2 separate regions of the Pan troglodytes genome follow, and region 1 is linked to region 2. A link is a contact called in public HiChIP or PLAC-seq data. All regions are on one chromosome and are shown on one strand. Each heading gives the region's core, a stretch centred on a gene start, on an enhancer-like site or on the middle of the called end of the contact. The rest is flanking DNA. Distances are from core to core; before and after follow the strand shown. Region 1 holds the start of SFPQ (splicing factor proline and glutamine rich). Region 2 holds the start of NCDN (neurochondrin).

The links. HiChIP or PLAC-seq counts read pairs in DNA pulled down with a chosen protein or histone mark.
Region 1: an H3K4me3 HiChIP or PLAC-seq map of stem cell-derived excitatory neurons shows a contact between it and region 2, with 4 times the contacts expected there. The contact joins the promoter of SFPQ here to the promoter of NCDN in region 2. A contact is called at or near these places in 1 of 7 Hi-C or Micro-C datasets (stem cell-derived neural progenitor cells) and 1 of 1 datasets of contacts at active chromatin or transcription factors (stem cell-derived excitatory neurons).

The regions. Positions count from the first base shown.
Region 1 is chr1:195,791,419-195,798,620 of NHGRI_mPanTro3-v2.0_pri, forward strand. SFPQ (splicing factor proline and glutamine rich) reads left to right here and starts at 4,207. Exons shown (of 10, transcript NM_001251847.1): 1 at 4,207-5,127; 2 at 5,820-6,008; 3 at 6,353-6,654; 4 at 6,754-6,849. The coding sequence starts at 4,300.
Region 2 is chr1:195,428,000-195,435,289 of NHGRI_mPanTro3-v2.0_pri, forward strand. NCDN (neurochondrin) reads right to left here and starts at 3,683. Exons shown (of 8, transcript XM_063782953.1): 1 at 3,477-3,683; 2 at 2,675-3,204; 3 at 2,112-2,252; 4 at 65-1,033. The coding sequence starts at 2,234. It overlaps KIAA0319L (KIAA0319 like), which reads left to right and starts at 3,685. Exons shown (of 21, transcript XM_024357827.3): 1 at 3,685-3,810; 2 at 6,839-7,008. The coding sequence starts at 6,867.

The DNA of each region.
Region 1 (7,202 bases), core at 2,957-5,456, 360 kb after region 2:
GTCCGGCTAAGTTTTTGTATTTTTAGTAGAGACACGGTTTCACCGTGTTAGCCAGGATGGTCTCGATCTCCTGACCTCGTGATCCGCCCGCCTCGGCCTCCCAAAGTATTGGGATTACAGGCGTGAGCCACTGCGCCCGGCGAGAACTGAGTCCTAAAATATTTCAATGTTTGGAGGTCCTACAAGGAGGAAATGGGATGATCAGTGAGGCAGGAAGAGAAAAATCCTGAGTGTGGTGTCACAGAATGCCAGTGAAGAAAAAGTGCTTCAAAAAAGACAGATTACTATATATGTGGAATGCTGCTAACAGGTAAAAAAAGATGACTATAGATAAGTGTTTACTGGATTTGGCAACATGGAAATCATTGGTATCCTCCCCAACAGTTTAGGAGGAGTAGAGTGGACAGACTGGGGTGGATTGAAGAGGAAAGAGAAGTGAGGAAATGGAGACTGTGAGTGTAGACAACTTGTTTTAAAAGTGTTGTTACAAACATGGCCAGGTGCGGTGGCTCACACCCATAATCCTAGCACTTCAGGAGGCTTAGGCGGGTGGATCACTTGAGGCCAGGAGTTTGAGACCAGCCAGGCCAACATAGCAAAACCCTGTCTCTGTTAAAAATACAAAAAAAAAATTAGCTGGGTGTGGTGGCACATGCCTGTAATCCCAGCTACTCAGGAGGCTGAAGTAGGAGAATCGCTTGAACCCAAAAGGCAGAAGTTGCAGTGAGCCAAGATCGGCCACCGCACTCCAGCCTGGGGTATAGAGCAAGGCTCCGTCTCAAAAAAAAAAAAAAAAAAAAAAAAAAAAGCCAGGCGTGGTGGCTTATGCCTGTAATCCCAGCACTTTGGGAGGCTGAGGTAGGTGGATCATGAGGTCAGGAGTTTGAGACCAGCCTGGCCATACGATGAAACCCTATTTCTACTAAAAATACAAAAATTAGCCAGGCATGGTGGCACGTGCCTGTGGTCCCATCTATTCAGGAGGCTGAGGCAGGAGAATCACTTGAACCCAGGAGGCGGAGGTTGCAGTGAGGCAAGCTGATGCCACTGCACTCCAGCCAGGATTTTTTGAGACGGAGTAAGACTCCGTCTCAAAAAAAAAAAAAAAAAAGTTTTGTTACAAAAAGGAGCAAAGATGAGATAGGATAAAAGAAATGGGATGGTGATGATTCAATAGAAGTAATTGATAAAGAAAAATTCTGGTGAAGGCTTGTGGAGATGGGATCCATAGCACAAGAAGAGGATTTGCTTTTTTTTTTTTTTTTAAATAGTGCCAGTCAAGTGGGAATGGAGAAGGAACAAATAAATCTGTAACTGGTTGTGATCAATTAGTTGTAAACACCGCCGCACTCAGACCAGCCATGGGTTTGCCCTTTGATAAGGGCAAAGACACATTTTTTGTGGTATCAGGGACAAAGATTAAAAAAGACAAGGCAAATTTAAGTAGGCTCATGGCTTTTCCAGTTGGGTTGGAAAGTTCCTCTCCGATGACTGTTATATTCTCAAAGAAATATGAGGAGAGGGGCAGGGCATGGTGGCTCACATCCGTAATCCTAGCACTTTGGGAGGCTGAGGCGGGTGGATCATCTGAGGTCAGGATTTCAAGACCAGCCTGGCCAATATGGTGAAACCCCCGCCTCTATTAAAAATAAAAAAATTAGCTGGGCATGATGGCACGTGCCTGTAGTCCCAGCTACTCGGGAGGCTGAGGCAGCAGAATAGCTTGAACCTGGGAGGCGGAGGTTGCAGTGAGCCGAGATCGCACCGCTGCACTGCAGCCTGGGTGACAGAGCGAGACTCCATCTCAAAAAAAAAAAAAAAAAAAAAAAAATAATGAAAGGAATCATGAGGTTACTGTGTTATGTGAGACAGAAAGAAAAGGGATGATCAGTAAGAGGCATGCTTGAACTAAAGATTTCAGAGATAGTGCAGTTACTGGTAATAACAATCAGGAGTGAGTGTGATGAGGGGAGGATGGGAGACTGGATGGTGATACAGGGTAGAAGAAAATACTAATGGAGGAGGTAAGGAACTGAGCATTAGGGTGTTGGGTGGGTCATCTGCCTGGATCTTTTTTTGGTTTTTATGAGACGGAGTCTCACTCTGTGCCCAGGCTGGAGTGCAATGGTGTGATCTCGGCTCACTGCAATCTCTGCCTCCTGGGTTCAAGCGATTCTCCTGCCTCGGCCTCCCGAGTAGCTGGGATTACAGGTGCATGCCACCACGCCCTGCTAATTTTTGTATCTTTACTAGAGAGGGGTGTTTGTCCTGTTGGACAGGCTGGTCTCGAACTCCTGACCTCAAGTGACCCTCCCGCCTCAGCCTTGGGTCCCAAAGTGTTGGGATTACAGCCGTGAGCCACCGCACCCGGTCCCGCCTGGATCTTGAATGAAGAGAGTTAGACGCAGAAAAGAAGATAATAAGCTATGAGCTAATGTTGAGGGAGGAATGATTCCGCAAAAGGTCTGTGGACCTCAAAGAAACTGGAGATTGTGAAATACAGGCTGGGCGTGGTTGCTCACTCCCATAATCCCAGCACTTTCGGAGGCCTAGGTGGGTGGATCACTTGAGGTCAGGAGTTTGAAACCAGCCTGGCCAACATGGCAAAACCCTGTCTCTACTAAAAATACAAAAATTGGCTGGGTGTGGTGGCTCGCGCCTGTGGTCCCAGCTACTTGTAAGGCTGAGGCAGGAGAATCACTTGAACCTGGGAGGCAGAGGTTGCAGTGAGCTGAGATAGTGCCACTGCTCTCCAGCCTGGGCAACAGAGCGAGACTCTGTGTCAAAAAAAATAAGACTCTGTGTCAAAGAAAATAAGAGAAAAATAATTGATGCATCTGACTGGTTAATACCCTATAGACATTGTAACATTGTAATTTTTTTTTTTTTTTTTTTTTTTTTTGAGACAGTCTGGCACTTGTCGCCCAGGCTGGAGTGCAATAGCGCGATCTCGGCTCACTGCAACCTCCGCCTCCTGGGCTCAAGCAATTCTCCTGCCTCAGCCTCCCAGGTGGCTGGGATTATAGGTGTGCACTATTAAGCTCAGCAAATTTTTTTTTTTTTTTTTTTGAGACTGAGTCTTGCTCTGTCGCCCAGGCTGCAGTGCAGTGGCGCAATCTCGGCTCACTGCAACCTCTGCCTCCCGGGTTCAAGCAATTCTCCTGCCTCAGCCTCCCAAGTAGCTGGGACTACAGGCGTGCACCACCACGCCCAGTTAATTTTTGTATTTTTAGTAGAGACGGGGTTTCACCATATTGGCCAGGCTGGTATCGGATTCCTGACCTCGTGATCCACCCACCTCGGCTCCCAAAGTAAGTGCTGGGATTACAGGCGTCAGCCACCGCACCCAGCCAAATTTTTGTATTTTTTAGTAAAGACGGGGTTTCGCCATGTTGGCCAGGCTGGTCTAGAACTCCTGACCTCAGGTGATCTGCCCGACTCGGTGTCCCAAAGTGCTAGGATTACAGGCGTGAGCCACAGTGCCCAGCCTAACATTGTAATTTTTAAAAAGTACCTTAGTCTGTTCGTAAAGTGTTGAGTGGAATATTTACATTCCTCCTGTGATTGGTGTTTGTAAACGTGTATATATATACACATACACACAAGGGCTCTTTTTGAACAAAGCGCGCACCCACAGAAGCCTATTGAAAAGTTTATGCTGCTACAATAAATCTGTATTCCTATGAGGTTCCATAATGAAATCAGTTAAGACTGCGTGTGTTTGAAATCGGTAAGATTTTACTTCTCTACTTTCATTGAGTTGGCACGAGGTAGGGTAGACAGCAGGCACTCAATTTCTGATTTTGAATCGGAAAACATCTGTTTTTCTGGGCAAGGATATCAATAGATTGCTCCTAGGGACAATCAAGAAAGAAAAGAGACCTCCAACGCTTCTCTGCAGGAGCGGATAGAGCCCTGGTTATTTGCTCGCAAGTGAAAATTGCCCTGGCATACCCATTCAAATTTCTCCTAGCAAATCATAGTGGCCTACAGCCAACGCCTTCTTCGCTCACTGGCCAACTGGAAACTTCAGTCCCTCCATGCCTCCCGCCTCTCACCCAGGGGCCAATAGGAAAGATCAGAGGTTCGCAACTTAGTGTCATCAGGCATAGTAATTGCAATTGGCTATTGGAGCTGTCGATCGTGGAGTAGGCGGGGCCGTGCCAGCTGGCCTATATAAGACGAGGACAAAGGCGGCGCGCCGCCTGTGTCATCCGCCATTTTGTGAGAAGCAAGGTGGCCTCCACGTTTCCTGAGCGTCTTCTTCGCTTTTGCCTCGACCGCCCCTTGACCACAGACATGTCTCGGGATCGGTTCCGGAGTCGTGGCGGTGGCGGTGGCGGCTTCCACAGGCGTGGAGGAGGCGGCGGCCGCGGCGGCCTCCACGACTTCCGTTCTCCGCCGCCCGGCATGGGCCTCAATCAGAATCGCGGCCCCATGGGTCCTGGCCCGGGCCAGAGCGGCCCTAAGCCTCCGATCCCGCCACCGCCTCCACACCAACAGCAGCAACAGCCACCACCGCAGCAGCCACCGCCGCAGCAGCCGCCACCGCATCAGCCGCCGCCGCATCCACAGCCGCATCAGCAGCAGCAGCCGCCGCCACCGCCGCAGGACTCTTCCAAGCCCGTCGTTGCTCAGGGACCCGGCCCCGCTCCCGGAGTAGGCAGCGCACCGCCAGCCTCCAGCTCGGCCCCGCCCGCCACTCCACCAACCTCGGGGGCCCCGCCAGGGTCTGGGCCAGGCCCGACGCCGACCCCGCCGCCTGCAGTCACCTCGGCCCCTCCCGGGGCGCCGCCACCCACCCCGCCAAGCAGCGGGGTCCCTACCACACCTCCTCAGGCCGGAGGCCCGCCGCCTCCGCCCGCGGCAGTCCCGGGCCCGGGTCCAGGGCCTAAGCAGGGCCCAGGTCCGGGTGGTCCCAAAGGCGGCAAAATGCCTGGCGGGCCGAAGCCAGGTGGCGGCCCGGGCCTAAGCACTCCTGGCGGCCACCCCAAGCCGCCTCATCGAGGCGGCGGGGAGCCCCGCGGGGGCCGCCAGCACCACCCGCCCTACCACCAGCAGCATCACCAGGGGCCTCCGCCCGGCGGGCCCGGCGGCCGCAGCGAGGAGAAGATCTCGGACTCGGAGGTGAGTGTTTATGGGAGCGACGCGTCGGCTCCCCTAAGATGGCGGCGGCCCCCTCCTCGCCCCCGCCCCCGCGCTGGGCTTCCATTTTGTCGGCTGCCGGAAGGGGCGCTTGCGCGCGCCGCCGCGGGGGCGGGGCGGCCTGCGGGGCCGTCGGTCGGCGTGGGATTGGCCGCTGCCGCGCCTTGCTCTCCCGGCGGGCGGAAGGCTAGGGGAGGTTTCCTTTCGGAAGGAAGCGCGGGGTCGCGGTGGTCGGCCCTGCAGAAGGTAGCCTGTCCCTGGGACTGGCGTAATGCAGAGCATGCGGCGTAGGTTTGGAGAGAACCGGGAAGTTCCATAAAAGCGCAGGCGCAGATCGTGTAGGTTACAGTGGCATTTGGACTTGAGTTATTTTCGTATTTTAATTTTCATACTATTGAGATTTTTTTAGGGACACTCAACATATGTGGCTGACAGTTGCTGATGGACGTCTACTCTTCGGGGAAGTGTGTCTATTCTCGAACATTCTGGATGATGGGGCTCCTTTTTCAATGTTAAGATAGTGCTCATGTTAGAAATCTCACATAGTAAAACCTTGATTGTGACCAAACGGAACAGAAAGGCAACTGATAGGTTTCAGATAAGCAAATACTGTCTTGGGGATTTTCACTTGCAGAGGTCTCCGGTGTTTGAAAACTTCTTTCCTTTTTCATTAGGGGTTTAAAGCCAATTTGTCTCTCTTGAGGAGGCCTGGAGAGAAAACTTACACACAGCGATGTCGGTTGTTTGTTGGGAATCTACCTGCTGATATCACGGAGGATGAATTCAAAAGACTATTTGCTAAATATGGAGAACCAGGAGAAGTTTTTATCAACAAAGGCAAAGGATTCGGATTTATTAAGCTTGTGAGTGTAATTGTTTGATTTTACGTAGAATTAAAAAGGGTGGGAGATTTTTTTTGTCACTACAAACGCTGAAGGCTTGGTTTTTAAACTGGGGAGGATAAATTGATCTTTTAGATTTTTCACCATTCTTACAGGAAAAATGTTTGCGGTATAATGCATAATTGTTGCTACCTAAGAGAAAAGAGGGGTGGGGTGGGTAAACTAAGTGGTGTTAGTGGGTGCTGCCTAAAGGTAATGCTCGAACTGAGCTGAAGGAAGAAAGGGAGTAGGAAGTAGGCTTATGACAATTTTAAGAGTAGACAACCAATTTTGAGGTCATTAACATGAGTGTCTCTGATACACAGGAATCTAGAGCTTTGGCTGAAATTGCCAAAGCCGAACTCGATGATACACCCATGAGAGGTAGACAGCTTCGAGTTCGCTTTGCTACACATGCTGCTGCCCTTTCTGTTCGTAATCTTTCACCTTATGTTTCCAATGAACTGTTGGAAGAAGCCTTTAGCCAATTTGGTCCTATTGAAAGGGCTGTTGTAATAGTGGATGATCGTGGAAGATCTACAGGGAAAGGCATTGTTGAATTTGCTTCTAAGCCAGCAGCAAGAAAGGCATTTGAACGATGCAGTGAAGGTGTTTTCTTACTGACGACGTAAGTTGTTTTGTTTATTCTAATAATTTCTATCAACTTATATGAGATGGTGGCAATAAAACTGGAACAAAGCTAAGATGGAACCATTTTTGTTATTAGAACTCCTCGTCCAGTCATTGTGGAACCACTTGAACAACTAGATGATGAAGATGGTCTTCCTGAAAAACTTGCCCAGAAGAATCCAATGTATCAAAAGTAAGATTGATTAAACTTTTTTGGCAGTTTTTAATTCAAGTGTAAAGGTTAAATTTATTTTAGTGATTTTCCAATTTTGCTTAAAATATGCAAAATTATTTGATGTGGATATGCTTATTAGTAAAAAATCTCAGGCTGAGGAAGATTTGAAGCTGTTATTCAGATAGCTGTTTGTTTCTAAGGTGGATACATTCACATGCAGTCCTGTTTTGTCCCTGCAATAATGGCATAAAGTCACGTGTGTGACTGAGTCTCACTCTGTTGCCCAGGCCAGAGTGCAGTGGCATGACCTCAGCTCTCTGCAACCTCTGCCTCCCAGGTTCAAGCGATTCTCCTGCCTCAGCCTCCCAGGT
Region 2 (7,290 bases), core at 2,433-4,932:
CCTCCCAGCTCCAGCACTGGCTCCCCCCATACTGGGCCCCCTCTGTGGGTCACTGCACCCTCACCTGCAGCAGGTAGTGGATAACAGCCCCTATGGCCTCCTTCATGACGCTCACGAGCTGCACCTTCTGTGGCTCCTTAAGCAGTGACTGCTCACAGCGAGTGCATTCCTGGATCCCCAACTCCATGAGGGCATAGCAGGCGGTCACCACATCCTCTTTCACCTCCGTGCCCGTCTCCTCCAGTGCCAGCCGCACTTCCACGCACGCCAGATTCACCAGCAGGGCCAGGAACTTGCTCCCGGAGCTGCCCGCCGGGATCCAGTCGGAGCCGCAGGCGTGTGCCAGGCGGGCTGCCAGCTTCAGTGCAGGGTTGCGCTGCCAGGAGCTCAGCTTGCTTCCCAGGATGCGTGCCAGCCCGGCCTGCAGATCCCGGTAGCATTCAGGGGGCACGGTTGTCGGGGGCAAAAAGAGGGGCAGCAGCTGGCAGAGCTCAAACTTGCTGGCATCCTCAGCTTTCTGGAAATCCTCACTGAGGCCCCGCAACACGGCCAGCAGGTCGGGCTCCGCCTCCTTCCAGCACTGTGTCTCGGCAGCAGCCAGCAGCCCCACCAGGAGTGCCAGGGCCTGGTCAAAGCCATAGCCGTGCCCCAGGTATGCCTGGCATAGGGCAGACACGGTGCCACCAGCAATGAGGTGCCGAGGCCCTCTGGGTGTGCCTGCTACAGCCGTCAGGCACTGGTAGGTGTCATCAATCATGGAGCGGCGGGCAGCATCGTCCGGGTCCCCCCGGGCTGTGAGGAAGGTGCTAAGAATGGGAATCTTGTTCAGGACTTGGGGATGGGCGGCCAGTTCAGGGTCACTGCAGAAGCAGGCCAGCAGGGCCACACCCAAAGCCCGCAGAACATGGTCAGGGCAGCCATCCGGCGCCTCCTTGGTGGTCAGGAGACGATTGGGGAAGGTGAAGCCGACAGCATCGAAGATCCGCCGCCGAGTTTTGGCATCTATGTCACCTGCTTTGACTGCCTTGGTCACCTATAGGGGGTATGTGCTATCATCAGGATGAAAGGAAGAAGTGGGAAAGACTGTCCCTCTCCTGCATCCCGGGGCACTGAGGACTAGCAAGATGAGGTTATGCAACAGGACTCATCTGAGGTCATTTCATCCAGCTCCTTTTTTCTCCTTAGAGGCAGATAAATGTGACCTCTGGGATCCCTCTCATCTGTGACTGTCCCATGGAAGTGAGGTCTAGTCTTCCTCAACCATTCATTTGAGCATTTCAACACCTGGCCAGTTGAGAAGTTCTTCCTGATGTCTAAATGCCCACAACCTGGGATGGAAGGGGCTTAGAACTCAATGTTTTAAGATCTCCCAAGGATTTAAAGTCCTTCCTTAATTGCTCCCTCCAGAGAAGCCCCTGATCCATTTCTGCCACCTTCTCAGGGGAAATGGCTCCTGTGTCTCGCCGCTCCGCCTGTCAAAACATTTCCCCTTACATTTCACCTAAACACCTCCTCTGCTGCAGTGTGAGCCCTTGACTCCAGAGCCTTCTCCTTGTTGCCATGGCAAACAAGCAGCGGCTGTACTCCCTCCTCCCTTCACCCCCCACACACAACCCCCCCTTCCTAGCACTGCAGCTTCTGCTCTGCTGTCCCCAGCTTGGGTTCCTCCAAAAAGGCTAAGCCCCAAACTAGCTCCCATTCCTTAACCTACCTACTGCCGTCCTGGCCTTCCCCTAGGACCCCTCCCCAGCCACTTCCAGCCCTGCTACTCTCTCCAGGCCCAGAACAACCATCCCCAGCCCTCAAGTACTCTGCACTAGTTACTACCTGCTGCTGTTACCCTATGAGTCAGCTTCCATCTGCTCTGGGACACCCCAGAAAACAGACCCAGGCAGCCCCTAGTGCCACAGCCTTATTCAGTCCCATTCTCCTCTTTGCCCCCATTCTCAGGGGGAGCAAAAAAGAGCACAAAGGTAGGGGTCTTGGGCCTTCGTTGGTGCCTCCAGGGTTGCTAGCACTACGTACATATCCTTGGGGACTCACTGACCCCATTCCTTGGGGGCCCAACCACCCAGCTCTTCCCACCTCCCAATTTTCAGCCAGTTCCTTACTAGCAGCAGGGCTGCAAACTGCTCGCTGTCATTCTTGGCCTCACGGAGGGCTCCCAGGTAGCGCTCCAGGGTGGGGTTTCGGCCCTCTGCCTGGTTCAGAGCTGGCTCGCAATCCGAGGCCATGATGCTCGCCTTGCCCAACTGTGAACACAAGAGGGACTGAGCATCCCTCTGCAGAGGAGGGACGGGGGTGGGGTGGGGGTGAGAGTGGAAGATGGAGGGAGGGAGGGATTAGCACAGAGGGAGGGGAGGAGAGAATCTGGAGGGGTGGACTCCTCAGGACTGACCTCCCCCCGGGAAGCCCCTTTAAGGAGCTGGATCTGCAAATCCTTAGGGATAAAGAAGGGACCCTGGTCCAAGGTCACCTCCAGAAAGCGGGAAAGAAGGACCATGCATGCTGCTGCTCAGCCGGACAGCTCTCCTCACCAGTCTCCTGGGGGTGGGCGGGGGCTGGCCCCACTGCTCAGCTGTCCCCCTGGCACCAGAGGCTGGGTTTTATCTCCCTCCACAGGGACACAGAGGGAGTGAGTGGTGAGGACAGACAGGGAGAAATGGAGACATACATGGGTGAAGTTCGATTATCCGGACTCAGGCTGACATGGGAGAAAAGGACACCCCAGGCTTCCTTTCCCCTCCCTTCTTCAGAGGCAGAGATACGCTTCAGAAGTGAGAATACAAGATGCTCAACAGGGAAGGCTTGGAGGCCCCTTTGGGGACCCCACCCCTCCAGCCAGGGCTCTCAGTCGCCCCCGCAGGCTCCTTGCCTCCTCTCCTTTCCCTCCCTCGGGTAGAGGCTGCAGCAGCAGCAGCAGCAGCGGCGGCAGCAGCAGAATTAACCCCTTGCGCTCCCTCTTCTCGCCCTCCCCGTCCCGCTACCAGCCTGTGGATGCCGGCAGGGGCTGGAGAAGCAAGAGGGGGTCCCGGATAGTTCCCAGGACAACGGAGAATCCAAAAGCCGGATAATCGAAGCGGGGCTGCTGAGATGGGGAGATGAGAAGGGGAGGAGGGTTCCTGGCGGTCACCACCTGTCCCGCCGCAGCCAGGTCACAACACGACATTGATGAAGTCACGACAGGGCGGCGATGAGATCACACTTCACGATGGCGCGGTGATATCACGGAGAGATCACGTCAAAATCACGACATGGGAGACAGCCCCCAAAGATGACAGGGCAAATTAAAAAAAAAAAAGATATATATTGAAAAGGGCTGTGACAAAATGGAGTCTCGACAGGGCACGATGGTGTCGCGATATGGCGCGATGGAGTCGCGATAGGGTCCCCGGGGTGTGTCGGCATCGATCAGCGCCGGCTCGGAGAGGCCCCGGCTGGGATGCAGGGGAGGGCCCGAAGGGGGCTGAGCTCACCAGGCTGCTGCCCCGAGCGGCGAAGTCTTCTCCCAGCGCGATGCTCCGGGAGCCTCGGGCCGCTGCTCACGCCGCGTTGCCCACTCCTGGCTCCAGGCTGCTGCAGCTCCACCCCCACCCCCGCACCGCTCTTGACCAATCCGCGGCTGCTTCACTCCGGGCTCTGGCCAATGGCAAGTCAGGGTGCTAAGCAGTAGGGGGTGCCACCGTTGCCGCCATCTTGCTTGTGGGTATTGCCCGAGTCTGGGGCCTGGGGCTCGAGCGAAGGAGGCAAGGTGCAGACTGCCTCTGGAGAGCGGGCGGCGAGAGGCTGGGGGCCCAGATTCCTTCGCTTGTGCGTAGTTTTACCCGCCCAGCACTGCCCCTCCTCCCCCTTGGTCTCGCGGCCGGCATTGCCCTTCCCGGGGGAGGGGCGGGAGGGCTTGGTTAGCACGGAGAGTGTGTTTCCGGGTCGGTTCCGGGGAGGTGGGAGGAGGCGGTGTTTCCGGCCGCCGTCGCTGTCCAGGGAGGCTGAGGCGAGAGGTAGCTGTCCGGGTGGGGAGCCCGCACTACCTTTTTCCTCTTCCTCCTCCTCCGGGTGAGGGGAGCGAAGGTTGGGGGTCCCCGAGCCCATGGACCAGGAGGAGGCGGAGGCCGCCGAGAGCCGGGGCCCCGCTATGTGGCCCTGAGCCCCGGTAGGTGGCCGGGGGCGGCTGGCTGCCAGGCCGAGGACCATGAGCTCAGGGGAGGGGCAAGCGGGACGGGCGATGTCAGCGGGTGCGCTGGCCGGATGTTGGGTCCTGAGGTGGCGCCCCTGGCTCGGCCAGGGCAGCCAGCTGCTTCTGTCCTTGCAGGTGTGCAGCTTGGGTCCCAGGCTGAACCCCGCTTCTCTCGGGCCTGGGCCTAGTCATGCAGCTCCCTCCATCCCCTGAGAGCCAGGCAGACAGCCGGGGTTCGGGGCGCTGCCGTCCTTCTTCCACCTTCGACCTCTGCAGCCTAGTCTTTAGTTGCTGTCTCTGATGTTTGGTCTCTCCACCGAGATAGAAAGTTGGTGCAGAATGAAGAGGGGATGGGGTTGAGCACGATGTGTCCATTATAATGTGAAACCTGCCTCATCTAGGATTTTGAAAATTATGCCTCACAGAGGGTCCTGTAGTGGCTGCAGTGAGCACAAAGGTGAAATGAAGGAAGTCAAAATTGATAATCTCTGGCGGGATTCCAGGAACTCTTTGGCTTCTGGTCTCATAGTGGTTGTGTCCAACTGACAGTAGTTGCAGTTAGTGAAGAGCATTAGCTGACTCTCCTTGTGCTCTCTCCTGTGATTAACAGACTGAAAACTAGGAACAAATTGGAAAGACGACCTCCCAGAACAATCTGTTCATTTTTCCAGCTATTTGGAAAACAGTGTCTGCAAATATAAGCAAAGCTATTCATGGCAGTCTGTTCTGTAACTTTCCCAAATATCTGAGACTTTTTTAAAAAGAGCTTTATTCTCGATTACTCATACCAACTGAATAGGCTGTTTCAGACGTGCTCCATCGTTGTTCAAACATATCTTATCGCTGTGTACATAAATGGAGTTCCACGTATGTAGTTGACAGACTGAACTGTGATACATCCCCCATCAACCTGAAGTATTAAGTAAACATTACCCCCTGCTCTGTCTGAACAGCTGCTGCAACAGAGAGTGCTTTTATTTTGGGTGTACTTGTAACGCCCTAAATGCCAGAACTATTGTGAGCTTTTCTAGATTTTCATTTGTCAAGTATTGTGGGGGTGTGTGTTCTCTCCCTGGGTTGTTACCCTTTGATTCAGTAACAAACTATTCGGATCTTGGTGATGTGTTGTTGTTCTTGCGTTTGGTCAGCAAGCCTTTAACTGGACCCTAGCAGTGATTTGTGCCCTTAGGCAATTATAGGTTTCAGAGGAATGACTGGTTAGGAGTTCAAATGAAATTAACTCTGCCTTTCTCTTAGACGCAGGATTTATTAGACATGGCACTTCTAATCAGCTTGTTAGTCCAGTGGTGTTTATTACTCCATTTTTCAAAAGCTATTCATTTCTTTTCTGCTTCTCCCACCCACCTGTCAGGCTATTGATGACAGCTGTTGAGTCACCTTGAGTTTTAAATCCTTTTGTGGTAGGCAGAAATGTGTTGGGTAAGATTCATACACACACATACACGCACACATGCATACTCACTCGTTCCCTCTTGGGAGGCTAGAGAAATTGCTGGATGTACTTTCTAACTTAGGCTCCATTTCATAATCTCTTGAACATGTCTCTGGCCCACACACCTCCTTTCTGCCCCCTGCTCCCTGAAATACAACTACAAAACAACTAGAAATAGGAATGGATGGAAGTGAATGAGAACAATGAAGTCCTTCAGATGCATGTGGTTCTGCAAAAGCCTTTTCTTGGGTGGGCTGCACCTTAGTTTTGCAGCTGTGTGTATGTCTGTGGCTGTTTCTTGGTATTAGTCAGCATTGGTATCCAGCCCAGGCAATGCTGATCTCCCTGTATGCTGGCCGTGGATAGGAGTTAGGGGTTGGCAGCCTGTGTCGTTTGCTGGATGTAGATGACAGGTACATAGTTGGACAGAAGTTTTTGAATTGCTTCTTCAGAACTCAGTCAACCCTCATAATGTTGCCAATATTTACGTACTAATTTAGACAATATAGCAAAGTTTTATATGAGGGGAAAATTTTATGGTAAATGAGTTTTTCTGCTGGAAGAGACCTAAATAATCCAGCCCCTAGATTCTGGAGTAGCCAGCATAGTGCCTGATGTAAGTATCTGTTGAATGCAGGGATTGGGGTGGGTAGCATTGAGGTGTAAATTGAATAGATTTTCATGATAATAGTGGTGGGCGGAGACAGTAGCAGACTGGAGAGTGCATGCCCTGCCTGAAGACATTTGCATTCAGAAATTTAAAAAATACTGGGCCAGACATAACCCTCAGGTTACTTTACCTCTGAGGGTGCAACCTCTTCTCCTCAAAAGTAAGAAAGTGTGTTTGGTCAAAGTCACAAAGCTGTTAGTAGCAGAACTGCAACTAAAACTCAGAGATCTTCTTGTCTGCGGGCTGGTACTCTTTCCATTCTACCACATAGGTGATTTACTGTTAGATTAAAAAAAAAAAAAAGGAATATAAAGTTTCAGTTTTCAGTGGATTCATTTGATATCCCTTGCTGTGTTGTTATTCTGATAATTATAGGCCACCTCAAAGCCCAGGTTTAAAATTTATAGGCAGGGTTGAGCCATTAAAGACAAACTTGAAATTTTTCTTTCCCCTAATCTGTCATATTTTCTAGCATTCCACATTTCCAGGAATTAATTATTAATTACTCGGCATGTAATTTCTTCTCTTTCTGTCCTTCTAGTGTACTGGTTCTGCCTGTCTGGAGGGCCATGGAGAAGAGGCTGGGAGTCAAGCCAAATCCTGCTTCCTGGATTTTATCAGGATATTATTGGCAGACATCTGTGAAGTGGTTGAGAAGCCTGTACCTGTTTTATACTTGCTTTTGCTTCAGCGTTCTGTGGTTGTCAACAGGTACCATTTTCTTTATAGATTTAAGATATTTTTTTTTAGAAAAGGGCATTTTATGTGAGTCCCTCAGTTCATTTTAAGGACTATTAGGAGGCAGAAAAAACAATCTGCTAATTGACAGAAATGGTCATCCTTTTGGTGAATACTCAGTCTGTTGGGTTTATTTGTTTTGTTTTGGAACCAGAGTTTAAATTGGATTCTTTTTCATAAGGGAGAATTGGCACAACCGTTTTAAGACTTGATAAAAGTCAACTGGGTATTTCCACTTAATGTCTATAAAACCTT